3 separate regions of the Rattus norvegicus genome follow, and regions 1 and 2 are each linked to region 3. A link is a contact called in public Hi-C data. All regions are on one chromosome and are shown on one strand. The core of a region is the stretch at or near the end of the contact, and the rest is flanking DNA. Distances in the headings are between cores, read along the strand shown. Region 1 has its middle 14 kb from the start of Cavin1. Region 2 overlaps Stat5a (signal transducer and activator of transcription 5A). Region 3 holds the start of Cnp (2',3'-cyclic nucleotide 3' phosphodiesterase).

Evidence for each region. A called contact is a pair of places that touch in the nucleus more often than the background predicts.
Region 1: a Hi-C map of kidney shows a contact between it and region 3, with 4 times the contacts expected there. The contact joins the enhancer-like site here to the promoter of Cnp in region 3. A contact is called at or near these places in 6 of 12 Hi-C or Micro-C datasets (the A7r5 cell line, Schwann cells, kidney and 2 more).
Region 2: a contact with region 3 is called in a Hi-C map of liver, with 4 times the contacts expected there. The contact joins the enhancer-like site here to the promoter of Cnp in region 3. A contact is called at or near these places in 3 of 12 Hi-C or Micro-C datasets (the A7r5 cell line, Schwann cells and liver).

What each region holds. Positions count from the first base shown.
Region 1 is chr10:86,380,580-86,383,743 of GRCr8, reverse strand. No RefSeq gene overlaps it. Among named protein-coding and RNA genes, the nearest start is that of Cavin1, 14 kb to the left of the region's middle. Within about 2 kb of position 1,448, at least 6 of the 93 cell types and tissues checked have an H3K27ac peak or open chromatin away from gene starts, as enhancers often do. A contact at or near this core is called in kidney and liver, where this site is marked.
Region 2 is chr10:86,308,759-86,311,977 of GRCr8, reverse strand. It overlaps Stat5a (signal transducer and activator of transcription 5A), which reads right to left. Exons shown (of 19, transcript NM_017064.2): 19 at 1,791-3,136. The coding sequence ends at 2,974. Stat3 (signal transducer and activator of transcription 3) reads left to right here. Exons shown (of 24, transcript NM_012747.2): 24 at 1-445. Among named protein-coding and RNA genes, the nearest start is that of Stat5a, 25 kb to the right of the region's middle. Within about 2 kb of position 1,382, at least 5 of the 93 cell types and tissues checked have an H3K27ac peak or open chromatin away from gene starts, as enhancers often do. A contact at or near this core is called in liver, where this site is marked.
Region 3 is chr10:86,010,128-86,013,230 of GRCr8, reverse strand. Cnp (2',3'-cyclic nucleotide 3' phosphodiesterase) reads right to left here and starts at 1,727. Exons shown (of 4, transcript NM_012809.2): 1 at 1,645-1,727; 2 at 1-455. The coding sequence starts at 1,647.

The sequences.
Region 1 (3,164 bases), core at 199-2,698, 370 kb before region 3:
GTGAAGGCAGAGTGTTACCCTGGATAAAGGTCTCACCGAAGTAAGCAGGAGGTGAGTTGAGCCTAGGAAAGGATGAGAAGTGTGTCAGGAGAGGAGCACGTTTACAAATCTACAAAATCTGCACACAGGAGCACGTTGAGTATGGCTTTGGGAAGAGATAGGAAGATAGGAGAGGGTTGAAATGGAATAAGAAAGAAATGCCCTCATTAGCCACACAAAGAAATTCAAGACAAGAGTTCCGCTTTGGTAAGATCTCAGGACAGCAGGACAGTCTCTGGATCTGGAGGGCAGTCAGTTCTAGAAAGTGTTCCAAAGAGAAGTAAGCCGGACTGGATTCTCTCTTCCAGGATCTGGGAACTGCCTTCTGGGAAGTCTTGTTTTCCGAGCCCAGAAAATTAGCGTTCCAGCAGGAGGCAGCAGCGAGCTGTGCAGGGCTGGCCGCAGGAAGGGAGAAAGCAAGGTGCTAAAAAGGCCAGGCCTCTGGTAGCGATCCCTAGCCGGAAACTGGGGAAGTAGGGCCTGCTGGCTTGCTCACCCTAACTCCCTCTCAGCTGCTTCTAGCATGGATCTTTCCCTAATGTAAAACTGTAGAGCTTGCCTCCCTAAGTTCCTTGCTTTTGTGGGCACCTTTATCTGAAAGTTAGGGAGGGTGGGGTGCTGCTTCTTGTCCAAGGCTTGATTTCTATAGTTACTGACCAGGTTTTCTCCTGAGGACACATTGATTCCCCCTTTAAAGGCTGGTCAGGAGCAAAGGCAACACCTCCCCCAAATGATAGCTACAGGCTACTTCCTTCTCCCCAACGACACATCTTCCCTGCTTTTTAGAATTGCAGCTAATTGATTATTTTTTTGGGGGGGGGATGGAAACCACAAACCTTTTATACAATACGAAGCTTTGCTTTTTATTTTTTATTTTTAATTTTCCTTTATTTTTCTTGGTCCCCTTCCCTCCTCCGATTGAAGACAGATAAGCTGAGGAGGGTGGGCAGATGCAGGATGAGGTCCCCTGTGCTGATGGGCTATCACTGTGGGCAGATACAGTTTCCTGTGGGCTCTAGGGAAGCTCCTCGAGTTGCTGTGTTCTGGTGAGCAGCCGGACCAATAAACCTGCTTTTCTAAAAGGATTTGTGTGGGGTTATATTGTCCAAAGCACTTGCTGAGGGTGTTGTTGAACTAAGGGAAAGCAGGAGTGAAACAGGGAAAGAGGAGGGGGAGAGGAAGAGGGGGAAGGAAGGAGGGAAGGAGTGGGGTATACATTTGCCTGGCTTCCTAGAGTGGGGCTGGGGTGGCAGAGGCAGATAACAATGGCCAAGATATTGAGCATTCTCTACTGGAATGCTTTTTAACATTGTGTTCTACAATCATTATTTGACCTGGTAGTACTCCAAGTTAGATTCCTGTCATTCCTTTCAGAGCAGAGGAAACAGTGACCTGTCTAAGGTCGCACAGCAACTAATCTGGCTGCACCAACTGTTTAAAGGTCGAAGTCGGCAGTCTGGGTCCTGTCTGGATCTACTTCCCCAGGGCTAGGGACTTAACCTCCAGATGTTCCTCCACCCCAGTCATAGGCCTGGAGGAGGACGGGAATAAGAGGCTGCCCCAGAGGACTGCACATGAGAGAGAGAACAGTGGTACATCTACGCACCAGGGGAACCCACACATCAGTTTCACTCTCTAGCAACTCTCCATTGTCTGGTCACCTCTCCTTGGACCAACTATACCCTGCCTGTCAGTGATGAATTTCATGAAACAATGGGGCTTTTGACATCCTGTGGGTTCCGACTGCCTCAGAATCTCAGGAAAGGTGTCCCTTGTAAAAGTAATGCCATTTCTGGGTCTGCAGCCCACCCTTGTGCTCCTACCTGAAACAGGCTGAGTTCTTAGGAGCTGCACACACATTCCTCTCTGTGCACCTCCAGCTGCAGAGTCCATGAGGCCAGAGTTCCAAGTCCTCCATAAAGGCTTGGCTTCCCACCGAAAGAAACTATACTGACACCGGACATTTAGAGCCTCCAAGCCGTTGATGTTCCCATCTGCCAGGAGACACAGACCCAGAGTGTCACTTCACATTCAGCTGTGAAGCAGGGAGATACCAGGGGCCCAGGTTTAACCGGATACCCTGGAGATACCCAGCTGAGTCAATTTGCTTGCCCACCAGCTTTTCCTTTGTCTGCTATTAGCTCTTCTCTCCACCCTTCTTATACTAGCAAGTTCCTTCATTGGGCCACTCTCACCCAATTCCAGTCTGGCCTTCCTCCTAGGAAGAGTATCCCTGATTCTTTGACTAGCCCCTTTAGTGGGTACCATGCACCCCATTCCCTCCTTCATCTCCCCCAAAGCCCTTCCAGAACCAGAGAGACTCCTTTCACTGTAGTGAGACAGGGGCGACTGCCCGTGGGCTTTGGATTAAATATTCCACTGCCTACTAGAAAGGAAGGATGGTGTTCCGAGGTCCCTACCCACTCGGTGTCTTCCACTAATCTATCGTTGGCATTAATTCTGACAGTTACACTGAGGCAATCAAATAGGGAAAATGTCTGCCAAGGGATCCTGTTAATGTCACCATGGATCTGTGACATCCCGTTACAGACTCAAGTTGAGTTAGCAGGTCTCTTTATAACACCTTCCAAGTCCTTATTCATTTATTCATTTATTCATTTTCTTCCTTCCTTCCTTTCTTTCTCTCTCTCTCTCTCTCTCTTTCTGTCTGTCTTTCTTTCTTTTTTAAAAGATTTATTATATATTAATATACTGTAATTGTCTTCAGATACACCAGAAGAAGGCATCAGATCTCATTACAGAGGGTTGTGAATGACCATGTGGTTGCTGGGATTTGAACTCAGGACTTCCGGAAGAGCAGTCAGTGCTCTTAATTGTTGAGCCATCTCTCCAGCCCTCTGTCTGTCTGTCTTTCTGTCTTTCTTTCTTTCTTTTTTTTTTTTTGGTTCTTTTTTTCGGAGCTGGGGACCGAACCCAGGGCCTTGCGCTTCCTAGGTAAGCGCTCTACCACTGAGATAAATCCCCAACCCCACTTTCTTTCTTTCTTTCTTTCTTTCTTTCTTTCTTTCTTTCTTTCTTTCTCTCTCTCTTTCTTTCCTGAGGTCCTTGGGTTTGTTTGCTTGTTTGTTTCTTTATGTTTGTGCAGTCACATGTGCACCTGGGCA
Region 2 (3,219 bases), core at 133-2,632, 300 kb before region 3:
CTCCCTTCCCTGGCCAGGTTCTTTAGTTACACAATAAGCTGAACTCATAAACTGAAAGGGTATTTAGGAAGGCAAGGCGTGGGCATGTTGATGGCTTCCAATCCTGGGGACCCAGGAACAAGGTGAGGGCTTCTCTGGGGCAGGTGTTGTACCTCAGGGGTTCTGGGAAGTCTGTATCTGGGTTAATCACCCATAGTGAGCCCTTGGAACGGCCCACTTCCCCTCCCCTTGGCCCCACTTGTCCCCAACCTCACCCAGCCATGCCTGCAGTTTGCTTGGCCTCCCAGTACAGTGGCTTTTATTCTGTCCTGGTCACTGCACTCAAATTCCAATGTATACTTTCTAGTGTAAAAATTTATATTATTGTGGGTTGTTTTATGTTGTTGTTTGTTTTTGTATATTGCTGTAACTACTTTAACATCCAGAAATAAAGATTATATAGGAACTGTCTGGCAGTGGGGACTGGTGGCTGGTGGGACCACCTTTGCCTAGCTTGTGCTTGGAAGAGACCTTCCATCCAGGCAGAGCTGGGCCAGGAGCACAGGAGAGTCAAGAGGGGGCATAGCAACCCAGCTCGGCTGAGGTTCTGTTTGCTTCTCATTCCTGAGGTGATGCAGCCCCCTGCCTCCATCTTATATCAGCTGTCACCCTCCAGAGGAGGTGACCCAGGAGCCAAGGGGTCATTGTCCAGCGGCAAGAAAGAGTGGCCTCCTCCCTCTGCTCTCCCAAAGTCACCGTGTTTGTTCTGGAGTCAGATAAGCTCCCTAGTGGAGGGCGGGCAGGCTGGGGTGTAGACCAAGGCCTCTCCTTCCACAGTTGGCCCATTATCACTTTCTTTACAGTTTCATCAGTGGGGACAACTTGCAGACACTTCCCTGGCTGGTGGCTGCAGGGCCCCTGGGCAGTCAGTAATGATAATTCAGGAAAAGGCCACAGACAAGGTGTCTGCCTGTCCTCAGCATCTCCCCACCTACTCCACTCCCCACTCAGTACCTTGGAGCCCAGCCCAGTACTGGGTGCCTCTGTGAAAGAGACCAGCGCTTCCCCCCCACCCCCGCAGAGACGGAAGCAGAGATCGGTGCTTAGCATGGGGGGGGGGGACCCTGCTTCCAACCCCCAGCCACCCTGGGCCTCCCTGGGACAGGCTGTGGACTAAGCCCCTGCCCCCAACCATGCTTTGAGCTCTGAGGTAACCTGTCTTACAGTTCCTTGTGCTCCAACCCTTAGCCCTCAGGAGTGTGTTCCTAAGTCCAAGGCCCCAACCCCAGGGCTGGACTAATTGTACCCGGGTGTCAGAGGTCAGCCAGGGCAAGTCGGGCCTCTCTCTGTCCTGACCAGCTTTCTTTGCTCTCTCAGTCTACGGCAGCAGTTGGCTGGTGTCACCTGCTAGGCTCTGGGAAGAGGCCAAGGGGATGAAGGACTATTGCCCAGGCTCTACTGCCCCTGGCCACAGGAAGGTTGGCAGGCACTGGCACTGGCCCCACTGATTGCTGAGGGGGCAGCTGGAGAGGGGCAGCCTGGTTCAATGGCTTTGCTCTCCCCACCCAGACCCCTCCCCCAGCCATTCTTTCATCTTCTTTCCCCAAGACTGTAAGCCCCTGCGTTCCTGGGCAAGTAGCCCCTAACACACACTCTTTATTTAGCTTTCTGACACGTTCTAGGGCAGCACCCTTGAGATCACAGCAGAGGGAGCAGAGGTAACTCCAAGCTAAAATGGGAACAAAACAACTTCAGCTTTAGTAAGGCCCACCCATCACCAGCCCAAGTAAACCAGAAGGCAGACTGGTAGATTTGCAAAAACAAACCCAACAGAAATTTTATTCAAAAACACTGTTTCCATAAATGTGAGTTCTATGTACAAAATATAAAAACCATCCCTCTGTGCATCCTCTGCTTCCCTCAGGTTGGAAGCCAGGACTCCTAGTCAGCTAGTCCTGGCCGCTCTATCACAGCCTCCAAGGGAAGAGCTGCCTGCGAGAGGCCTTCCTAGACCACAACCCATGTTGCAACAAGGCAGGGCCTGTTCCGGGTCCTACCTCCCAGCAGAGTGGACCAGGTTGAGCCTCCCCCCTCACATACACACTGTGTTGCCTGCAGTAACTGGCAGCTCTGTTCCTTTTCGTGGGCTACAAGGTTTTCGCCCTAGGTCTCCTAATCCCAGGCACCCAGTATTCCCCTCCTTTCTGATAACAAGCAAGGTTGCAAGCAGGAAAGGAAGAAAGGCTGAGGCCAGGTGTGGTCATGCAAACCTATAATCCTAGCACTCCAGAAGCTGAGGCAGGAGGATCATTCATGGACAGCCTGGGATATATGGAGAGACCCTGTCTCAAAAAAGCAAAACAAAAAGCAAGGATGAATCTATATGGAAGGGTGAGGACATCGGATGGGGAAGAAGGGATGCAGACGAGGCCATTAGACCCGAATCCCATGTCCACGCTGGTTTGAGAACTGACACAGTCAGCTTTGGCAGCCGCCTGTGTTGGTGGGAACAGCTTATGCACATTGTGAGCGGTCACAAAATCCGCAGCCCATATTCACTAACGTATAAAGGGTTACTAAGGTTAGCCCCAATCTCCCTTTAGAGGGGTTCATCAGTTAGGCTACCACATGTGCGAGGACAGGTGCACGCACACCAGTCCGGAGGAAGCTTCTAGCTCAGGAGTAAAACTCCAACTTTAGTTGCATAAACTTGCCTCCCTTCCTTTTCTAGAATCATTTCACTCAGTGGCCCCTGGACAGGTGAAGGGCACTGGAGAAATAGGTTTGTCAGCAATGACAGGTTCAGCTCTTAGAGGAGAGGTCCAGGGGACCCTTGAGGTCTGAGTGAAAAGGCCACCACTATTTAGCCAGACCCCGCACTGTGGGCAAGGCGGAACTGCGAAGGTGCAAAGCCACTGGTATGAACAGGGATACAACTGACACGGGTTCTTCACACTGAAGGTGCTTTTCCAAGAGAAGCATGGAGTCCAGCGTTCAGGACAAGGAGCTTCTGGCAGAAGTGAAGAGGCCAGCAGGTGGGGAAAGGCGGGGGTCAAGACTGTCCATGGGCCGGCGTAAAAGTTCCTCCACATGCCTGGCAACATCCATGGTCTCATCCAGGTCAAATTCACCATCTTGGTCAAGGACAGGGTCGGGGCTGGCGAAGAGAGGGATGTTGGGGAAACTGGCAGGTCTCATGGCTCCAAACCCACATAGAGAGTCCTCAGGCTGCTCCTCACA
Region 3 (3,103 bases), core at 478-2,977:
CACGCCGTCTTGGGCTCCACCAGCACCACCTGGTACTGGTACTGGTCTGCCATTTCAAAAAGCTGGTCCAGCCGTTCCCGCTCATGGTTGGTGTCATCGAGCACAAGAACCCTGATGTCCCGGCGGCAGTAGCCAGCCAGGTCCTCGTCCAGACGCTTGTACTCCTCGGAGAAGTCTGCCCGAGAGCCAGGAATGATCTTGTAAGCATCAGCAGACACCATCTTGGTGCCGTTGTGGTACTTCTCCACGATGAGCCGAGCCAGAGTGGACTTGCCGCTGCCCGGCAGGCCACGCAGGATGAACAGCGTCTTGCACTCGTGCAGCGTAGCCACCGTGTCCTCATCTTGAAGGAAAGGGAACTGCAGCTCTGGCTTGTCCTTAGCTCCTGAGGATGACATTTTTCTGAAGAAGATCTTGGGCAGGAATGTGTGGCTTTTTCGGGCAAAGCTTGTGCTCTATGTGAGAAGGGAGGAGGAGATGTTAGCCCGGGCTCCTCAAAGCCAGCCCACAAGCACCAAACCCTTGTCTTTGGCCTAGTTCTCCCAGAGGGGGACCGGATGTCAGTTCAGGAATCCCCGAGCCTAACTTGAAGCACCCTTGAATGGTGGGCGCTTTTCCCAGCTCCCGGCAGGGAATGGTAGCTTTTCTTCCTCCCAGCTGGTCCTTCCGTATCTTCAACAGCAGGGTTGTATGAGTAGAAGGACCCTCACTGAAGCTATCAAACCTCTTACTCTCCCGGCTTTCAGCTACCCCTCAGAGAGAACACCCTGGTGGCAGGGCATGCAAGGGCAGCAAGTGCCTGCTGCTCCCAGTCAGCCCTAACTTATATATTCTTGGCACCTCTTAAGGATGTCCTGTGTGGAAGCCTGAGGCTCTATGTTTGGGCAAAGCCACAGCTGCCCTGGCTTTCTGAGTGTGCAGAGGAGGGTGAGGGCAGAGGAGGGTGACCCAAAGACCGCCTCCCTCCACCCAACAATGGCACCAACAGATAATACTCTCTTGTCTGGGTGTGGGGGGACAATGGTCCCACAGAGGGCTAGTGGGGGGCAGGGCAGGAGGGCACTGGACAAAGGGCCTCATTCACATCCACCTCCTCCTCTGCTCTCGCTGTACCCCCTCCCCCAATCTGTAGGACTAGGGAGCACAGGGCACCTGTATTCAGGGATTTTTGCCCCCTACTTGGCTGTGTGTTAGCAGCACCTCTCTGACAAAAGCAACAAGGAATAGCGGTTTCAATTGTCATCTACACTGGCTTCCGCCTTTGGTGTGCACCCTTAAGAATTTAGCTGGCTTACAGCTTCGCTATAGCCTTGAGCAGGAAGCGGTTCGGAACCCACTCCCGCGAGGGCTCGACATCAGCCCTGGACTCTCTGGTGCTACCCCGAGCACAGGCCCATTTGCCAGCTGTTGTCTCCAGGGCGCATCGACTTTCTCTTTCTTGCTACCATATTTCCTTCTCCAAAGACACTGAGAATCCCCCTAACTTCCCCGCCTTCGGGCTACCTCGGAGGACCCAGAGATTGGACTTCAACTTCGGAACCTGGTGTCCTCACTTGCAAGCTACTTCTGCTCACGCATCCTCAAGACTTTCGCTTTCCGTTAGCATCTCTCCCGCCCCGCCCCCCACGCGTGCGCTGCGCTCACCATGATGAGTGGGCGCACCGCCGTCACCGCCTTTGCGGGCACTATGTCTCCGGGGCCGCCCGCCTGCGCGAGGGACACGGGCGTCTCGGGGTGTCAGGACCCCACGCAGGGCTCCTTTCATAGCCCGGGGGCGGGGCGCGCGGACGGGGCGGGGTCAGCCCGAGCCTCTGCGCACGCGCTCCCGGGGAATCGAAACCTGGGTGCCAGGAAGCAGCTGTCTGAGCCTTGGCAGAAAGCAAAAACACACCTGGACTCTCAATGCCAGAAGAGTCCGCCACCTCTTTGTTACTTAAAAGTTGAAGATTAACTTTTTCCCTCCTGTGAGACAGGGACTCACTATGTAGCCTTGGCCGTCCTGGAACTCACTTTGTAAATCAGGCTGGCCTGGTATAGAGAGATCTGCCTCCTCTGCCTCCCAAGTGCTTAGATTAGAGACTTTACCAGGAGAGAGACGAACTTTTTTTTTTAAAGACTTATTTATTTATTATATATTAGTACACTGTAGCTGTCTTCAGACACACCAGAAGAGGGCATCAGATCTCATTACAGATGGTTGTGAGCCACCATGTGGTTGCTGGGAACTGAACCCAGGACCTCAGGAAGAGCAGTCAGTGCTCTTAACCGCTGAGCCGTCTCTCAAACCCAAGATTAACTCTTAAAACAAGAGGCAGGTTAGGATGGAATGGGTGAAGCATAGTCGTGTATGTGGCAGTCAGATATCTTAAAATTTTGAAATACGACCGACATGTGACGGAAGTACCATTCAGACCCCGAAACCAGGCCGATAGGCATCACACCGCCTGCTAAAACAAACACAAAGACCTAATTCATCAAAGTCCACAATTCTGGGAAAGTCCCTAAATGTACTAACCTTGATTTTTCGGCTTCTAGCGTCTGCTTCTTACTGAAGTATGTCAACATAGGATGTGGTTTTTATGCTTAAAAGCCTACCCTGAGAAAAGTGCTGGGCTACACTGGGATCTCAAACATCTAGTGTAGTGGCAGGCTAATAAAGACTTTCTACTGGCTTATGCCTGTGTGTAAGCAGTTTTCTTCGGCGGATACCTCCACGCTCCTCCCCACCCCCAAAAGGTTTGTTGTTGTTTCAAAGATGAGTCTCCTGTAGCCCAGACTAAGTTCAAACTCTCTATGTAACAAAGGATGACCTTGAACTTTTGATCCTCTTGCCGGAAATGCATGCATACAAGAACCTGCCTGGTTGTTTAAGATGCTGGGGTTCCTGTAAGCCCAGGGGAGTACATCCTAGCTTTGAGAATGTGGTGACGTCTTCAACAATGTTGCTTTTTCGCTCACTGCTCACTTTCACTTTTTTTTTAAACAGTTCATTAAAATATAGCCAGGCGTGGTGGGACATTTCTTTGATCCCAGGACTCAGGAGGCAGCGGCAGGAAGATCTCTGTGAGTTCAAGGCCAGCCTGGTTTACAGAGTGAGTTCCAG